Linked DNA regions of Rattus norvegicus: region 1 is linked to region 2. The links are chromatin contacts, called in public Hi-C maps. All regions are on one chromosome and are shown on one strand. The core of a region is the stretch at or near the end of the contact, and the rest is flanking DNA. Distances in the headings are between cores, read along the strand shown. Region 1 overlaps Brip1 (BRCA1 interacting helicase 1). Region 2 overlaps Bcas3 (BCAS3, microtubule associated cell migration factor).

The links. A called contact is a pair of places that touch in the nucleus more often than the background predicts.
Region 1: a contact with region 2 is called in a Hi-C map of the A7r5 cell line, with 5 times the contacts expected there. The contact joins two enhancer-like sites. A contact is called at or near these places in 3 of 12 Hi-C or Micro-C datasets (the A7r5 cell line, the Rat2 cell line and Schwann cells).

What each region holds. Positions count from the first base shown.
Region 1 is chr10:71,502,707-71,505,892 of GRCr8, reverse strand. The region is part of intron 6 of Brip1 (BRCA1 interacting helicase 1); the gene reads left to right. All of the region lies in intron 1 of LOC134480843 (large ribosomal subunit protein eL21-like), which reads left to right. Among named protein-coding and RNA genes, the nearest start is that of Brip1, 24 kb to the left of the region's middle. Within about 2 kb of position 1,507, at least 12 of the 93 cell types and tissues checked have an H3K27ac peak or open chromatin away from gene starts, as enhancers often do. A contact at or near this core is called in the A7r5 cell line and Schwann cells, where this site is marked.
Region 2 is chr10:70,752,504-70,755,579 of GRCr8, reverse strand. The region is part of intron 6 of Bcas3 (BCAS3, microtubule associated cell migration factor); the gene reads right to left. All of the region lies in intron 1 of LOC134480843 (large ribosomal subunit protein eL21-like), which reads left to right. Among named protein-coding and RNA genes, the nearest start is that of Bcas3, 43 kb to the right of the region's middle. Within about 2 kb of position 1,824, at least 27 of the 93 cell types and tissues checked have an H3K27ac peak or open chromatin away from gene starts, as enhancers often do. A contact at or near this core is called in the A7r5 cell line and Schwann cells, where this site is marked.

The DNA.
Region 1 (3,186 bases), core at 258-2,757, 750 kb before region 2:
GTGTGTGGTGTGTGTGTGGTGTGTGTGTATGTGTGGTGTGTGTGTATGTTGTATGCGTGCGTGTGTGTGTGTGTGTTGGGTGTGTGGTGTGCGTGTATGTTGTGCGTGTGTGTGTGTGTATGTTGTGTGGTGTGTGTGTATGTTGTGTGTGTGTGGTGTGTGTGTGCGTGTGTGTGTATGTTGTGTGTGTATGTGTGTGCGTGTGTGCGTGTGTGTATGTTGTGTGTGTATGTGTGTGTGTTGGAATAGTTTACATCCATTTAGACATTATCTGTTACACTTTGTTCTTTATCAATAGAGTTGGGGACTAAACAGTCCCACACTTAATACCAGCACTTGGGAGTTCTAGGTCAACCTGGCACACAGTAAGACTCTGTCTCAAACAGCGCAATATCGAATAAAAGGAGTTGAACAGGCTCTACAGCCCATAAAACCTAAAGTCTTCATTCTTTGCCCTTTAGAGAAGATACTGCCAACTCTTGGTCCAGTTTATTTCAGTCTTAGATATCGAAGCCAGAAATTATTTCAGAGATCTGCCTGACTCTGCCTTCTGAATGCCTGGGTTAAAAGGTGTGTGCTACCAAGTGTGTTAAGGTAGATTTCCTTTCTCAAGCTCTAGCTTTTATTCTAATTCATTTGTATGTGTGTGTGAATGTATGCCATGTGTGAGCATATACCCATACAGTCAGAAGAGGGAGTCGGACTCCCTGGAGCTGGAGTTACAGGCAGTCGTGAAGAAGGCAACATGGGTGTTGGTGATCACACTTGTGTCCTGTGGAAGAGCAGGAAGCACCGTGAGTGGCTGAGCCACCTCTCTAGCTCAAGATGCAAAGTTCTGCAAAACCTTAGGGGAAGACCAAAGGCCAAGATCCAGGATAAGGAAGGAATTTCTCTTGATCAGCAAAGGATGATCTTTGCTGGAGAAAATGTACTTTGACTATAACATTAAGACTTTTTGTGCCATTTTGTGTTGAGACTTTATGGTCATACACCACTTATAAGGACAATGAACTTATGACAAAGATGTTTAAATCGGCTGTCCTAAAATCCTAGAGTGTACGTGAAGATGACAATATTAGTTACCTTGTTTGAGCGTGCCCTTCTTTATGGCCAGTGACTTTGACAGAAATATGGACAATCTTATCTGACTTACTGCTTCAGTGAACCAGAAGACAAGAGAATGTGTATGAGTTAATAAAGGCCATGAAAGACAAGGAAACAAAACAGGACCACAGATGGATTCAGCGTTTGCAGGGCAAAGCATAGGAGGGGAACACGGCACACCTCCTCCTGTGTCTCTCCAGCTGTGATACATCTTTTCCATGTGCACCCACATTACCCCAAACAAGCACACCCACAACGCATAATAAACCGGCAGGCGGCCGGCGGGCACACACGTCAGATTCCTTTTGAGATTCGACGTGGGGCCAAGAGCCTATTACATTACTCACCATTTTCTTCTCTAGGCGGCATACATATTTGTTGTTGGAGATGTCTGGAAAGGCCTGCAAATATTCCTGTGAGTCACGGTGATAAGGAAAGAAGGAAGCGTTTACGTTCATAGCATGAGGGCTGAGGCTGGGGGAGGGTGGTGTTTGACTGCTGCCTGAGAAGAGAGGGAACAGAAAGATAAACTGTTGACGTTCTGTCAAATATGGAAAAGCACCCCGTAAAGCTAGCACGCAGATCTTGATCATGTATTAAAGCTGTTAGTGTGGACACACCCCTCAGGGGTGTGCTCATAGTGAAAGAAGTGAAGGTGTCCTGACAAACTGCAACACTGTGAGAAGCAGTATTCAGTAGGCTGAGTTACAGAAGAACGAGATGTTACGAGTTCAGAGTTTTATGATAAATGCATCTGCTGAGCATCGTTTTTGCTGATTGAGATTTGACACCAGAACGAGTCTGTGAATGCTGATGACACATATGCCGGTTTCTAGCTGATAATGTGACCTTTACAGGGTCCCAGAGTACCGAGGACAACTGCTGGAATGTGCTAGTTCACCGCTGTGACAGGCAGTAGCGTGTGTCCATGCTGTTTAAAGGAGTGAATTTCTCCGAGGATATGTTTCTTGACTATTTTCACGAACATTTATTTCAGTGGTTCGCGCTCACTGTAGGAAAGCTGGCTAGGATAACAACTGGCTCCTTCGGTTAATTAAAAATTCACTTAGTCACACTAATTACTTTTCAAGTGCTCTGTGTTCCTATCTGGGCAATGTCAAGTCCATTGAATAGCCAGATATCAGACCATCTGTCGTTAGAGAAAATTCTGTTGGGGTAACTTCTGTGTTAGAGGTCTGTGTGTAGATGATGTCAACTAATTTTCAGTGTCCGTGGTAGAAGCAAAATAATTTTGTGTGTTGTGTGTATGCATGTGTGCACCTGCAGATGTGTGTGCATGTGTGTATCATTTGACTGACGTCATCCCCCTTGATTATTGAGACAGGGTGTCTTCATTGTCTTGGAGAGTGCTCCAGTTAGACCAGGCTGGCTGCTTAGTGAATCCTAGTGATCATGTTTTAGTCACCCCAGAACTGCATTTTCTGTGCACTTTACTATATGGGCTCTAGGGGTCAGATTTAGGTCCTCACGCTTGAAAATCAACTGAGCCATTGCCTCAGCCCACAAAATGACTTTGTGTAAGTTCTGTTGATAGCATTTTGGTCAGTGTGTACAAGACGAGTTGATAGCAGAGTATTGCTTTCTTCATTGAAAGATTCATTGAAAAAGACCAAAATGGGGCTTTGAGAGATGGCTCGGCAGTCAAGAGTGCTTGTTATCCTTACAGAAGATGCAGATTCTGTTCTCAGTTCTCACGGAGGCTCGCAACTGCCTGTGACTTCAGTTCCTGGAGATCTGATATGCTCTCTGTGCCCTGCAGGCTCAGTGGCATGCATGCATGCATGCATGCATACATACATACATACATACATACATACATACATGCAGATAAAACAATAATACAGAAAAAAATAGTATCCAAATATTATAAAGTAGAAAATAAAAATCACTTCCAACCCTGAGGGGTAGTATTTTTAAGTATTTTTGAAATGTACAGGTGTACATATCATTAACACACAGTTTGTTCAGCCATGTACAACTAAATATATTGTGTTTTTATCATTCTCTCCTCCCATGTTCTTTCTCGTGGCTTGTTTGAATTTTCCTGTACTTTGATAGGTA
Region 2 (3,076 bases), core at 575-3,074:
GTGTTAATATGGTCTCCAGCACACTGCAGTAACTACCCAATTTTTGATGGGAAAATATACAGTACCATAAAAACTGTACAAATTATAAAACTGGCCCTACAGACTCAGGAAATCTAATAGACATAAGAGGTAGCTCATAGACGATACACACTGCTGATGTTTTAATAGGCTTTCCTCAACAAGTGGCTTAGAATTCTAAGAATCTATCCATTGTAAAGGCTGGCCAAACTTCCACAGTAAACTTATGTTCAGAGGAGACTTTTACATAGAGAAAGATCTCACATCTTCAGCCTCTCTCTTATGTACCTTTAGAGTTGAGCTGTAAGGGTTTTCCTTTCCTGTAAATATTCCCAGGAGGAGACCTCAAACGGATACTGCTACAACAGCCCCACCTCCCCAAAGGCTCTAAGAAGTCAGCAGAGCAGGCCTAGGCTCCCGGGCTCCACAAGTCTTCATGGCTTTCATTTCAAATAACGAAACCCATGAGCAAAACACACTGTGGCTATCAAGAGATAGGAAAATTGTCTAAGAAAAAACTGGAAAAATTATTTTGTGAAAATTTCCATCCAATGCAATATTCATCCATTTTTCTGAAACGTCTTTGGTTTCTAGACACACCTATGTGAATGGGCTAAGAAATGGTATTGTCTACTTCTATTAAAGATGTGTTAAGTTCTGAGTCCCCACCTCTTGAAAATAAGCAGAAAAGGGTAAAGCAGAGAATGTAGAGCAAGCAATTACATCTTGAAATTATAGTAACTACTCAATAAAAAATAATTAAGTCTACTTTCTATTAATTTTAATAATTAGAAAATTAATTAAAAAGTAAGGTAAAACTTAAAGCTGTATAATAACAGAGTAGTGAAAAATTTATAAACATAACATATTACAATGTGAGCACAAAATCTCCTGTTCTATACTATTATTTCCATGTGCTGGAACTGGCATTGAGTTTATGGCTCTATGTATATTTTAACAAAATTCTAATGTTAAAAAATATAATCTTATTTCCCTGAGCCCCTGTACTCCAATATACTCTTGTTTTAAAATCTCTCTTGACATAATTAAAAGTTTGTCCTCACTGAATTTAATACACTAGAGCAGAAAACATAGAAAAAGAACACAGGAAGCTTTACACAAAACAACTTTCAAAATGAAGCAAACTCCTTATTGTAACCTGAACACATCTTCCCAGTACAGCAGCAGGTGAGAACAAGAACCATTCACTCTGGAGCCACGCACTGAGCTGGAGAGCTAGAATCCTTAGGGATAGCAAGGGAAGAGGGTGGAGAAGGCACCGTGTCACATACAGAGAGCTGAGAACATCCTAGACACCTGGTTCTAGCCTCTGAAATCAGAAGTGTAATTCTAACTGCGGAATCGAAGTCACAAGTATCCTCCAAATGATCCATGAAAATCCCACATGAGGACAACACCGAGCGCAGACAGCACCACAAGGCTTATCCAGACACAGAGCTTTCTGCATGTCAGAAAGGACACAGAGAGGGATGGTTCCCAGCTGCCACTCACACTTTCATCCAGCATGTTTATGAGTAACTTTGCTTTCAAATAAATACCAAAACAATTTTAACTCAGTCAAAACTACTTTTGGGTTTCCCTGAAAAAAAAATCTTGGAAAACGGCAAAGAAACTCAATGACGAGGACCGTGAAGCCTGAAAAGTGAGGTGCAAGTTGAGTTCTAAACTGAGCAGTAAGGACAGGACCACCAGAGAGTGGACCCAGAACTCTAGGCTAGAGAGGAGGGCACAGAGAAGACTGCTCCCTCCCGGAGCTCCTCCTGGTCTCCGCCTTTGTTCCTGCTGGCATTTTAATTTCTGATGACAGACTTTTGTCGTTTAGGGCATAAACCGGACGTGCCAGTTTGAAGGCACAATAAGGAGAACAAAGAATGATTTGTTCACACTGTAGGGAAAAAAATCTTTTCCAACCATAGAAAATAGCTTTCGCATGGTGAAAATATGCAAATTACATACCAAACTGGAAGGGGGTAGGGAAATTCAAGTTTAGAATCTCACAACTCAATATAAGGAAAAGAAAATTACAGCGATTCACACACAGAATGATCTGGAAGAAAGCTGAGAAACGTTCAGCCTGCTCTGAAATCCTGGTGTGCCACCCAACAACAGTGCTCACAAGGCTGCAAGACATACTCAGTGCCCTGCCCGGCAGAGAGAAAACTACAGATTCCAAAAGACTTTTTTCACAAACCTTACTGACAGACAGCTTTCTGTTTAAAACGTACGTGTCATTAGTTACACACATCCAGGTTAATGAACGCCCACAAAGCATCTATGCTACTGACATGCACCTCAAGAAAAGATTAGGCTGGGAGCAAAAGCTACCAAAGGCAGAGGCAGGAGGATCTTACAACAACTTGGAGGCCAAGCTTGCCTACACAAGAAGTTTCACACCAGCTCGGGCTCAAAAGTGACATTCCCTCTCTACAAAAATAAACAAACAACAACAAAAGTTACCTCAAGGCTTGCCAGATCTCTCCCTCCCCAGTCATAAACAAACCTTAACTTCTAAGGCTGGGCACAATAGAGCTGGGGTCTGCACTTGTCGACCCTCTCCACATTACTATGGTTGGAAGTTGTTCATGTCAATGCATGTGATTACAGCTTTTCTTTCTCTGGTGCTATAAGACTCCCATTGGATGAAAACATTGATTTTACATAGCCCACCACTGACAGGCCTCTAATGCATTTCTAGTTTGAGCCTAGCAGAACTCCGGCTTCTTGGCCACTGCAGTAACACAAGAGAAATCAGGCATAAAGCTGCACACCGATAACCCAGCACTTCAAATGCTCTCTAAACCTTTGAAATTACAATCCCAAGGCCAGCCTTGGCTGTGGAGCTAAACCTTGTCTCAGAAAAAGAAAACCAAACAAACAAGAAACAGAAACCAGCTGCAGCTGGCCGATCAGCATTACTACAGTCTGACTCAGAAGACTGAGGCCCAGGTCTGTGTTTCCTCTGCTTGCTAGGTTATAGAGGGTGACGTCAAAAGTCAGCAAGGCAACTTAGTGAGAACCTATCTCAAAAACGAAATTT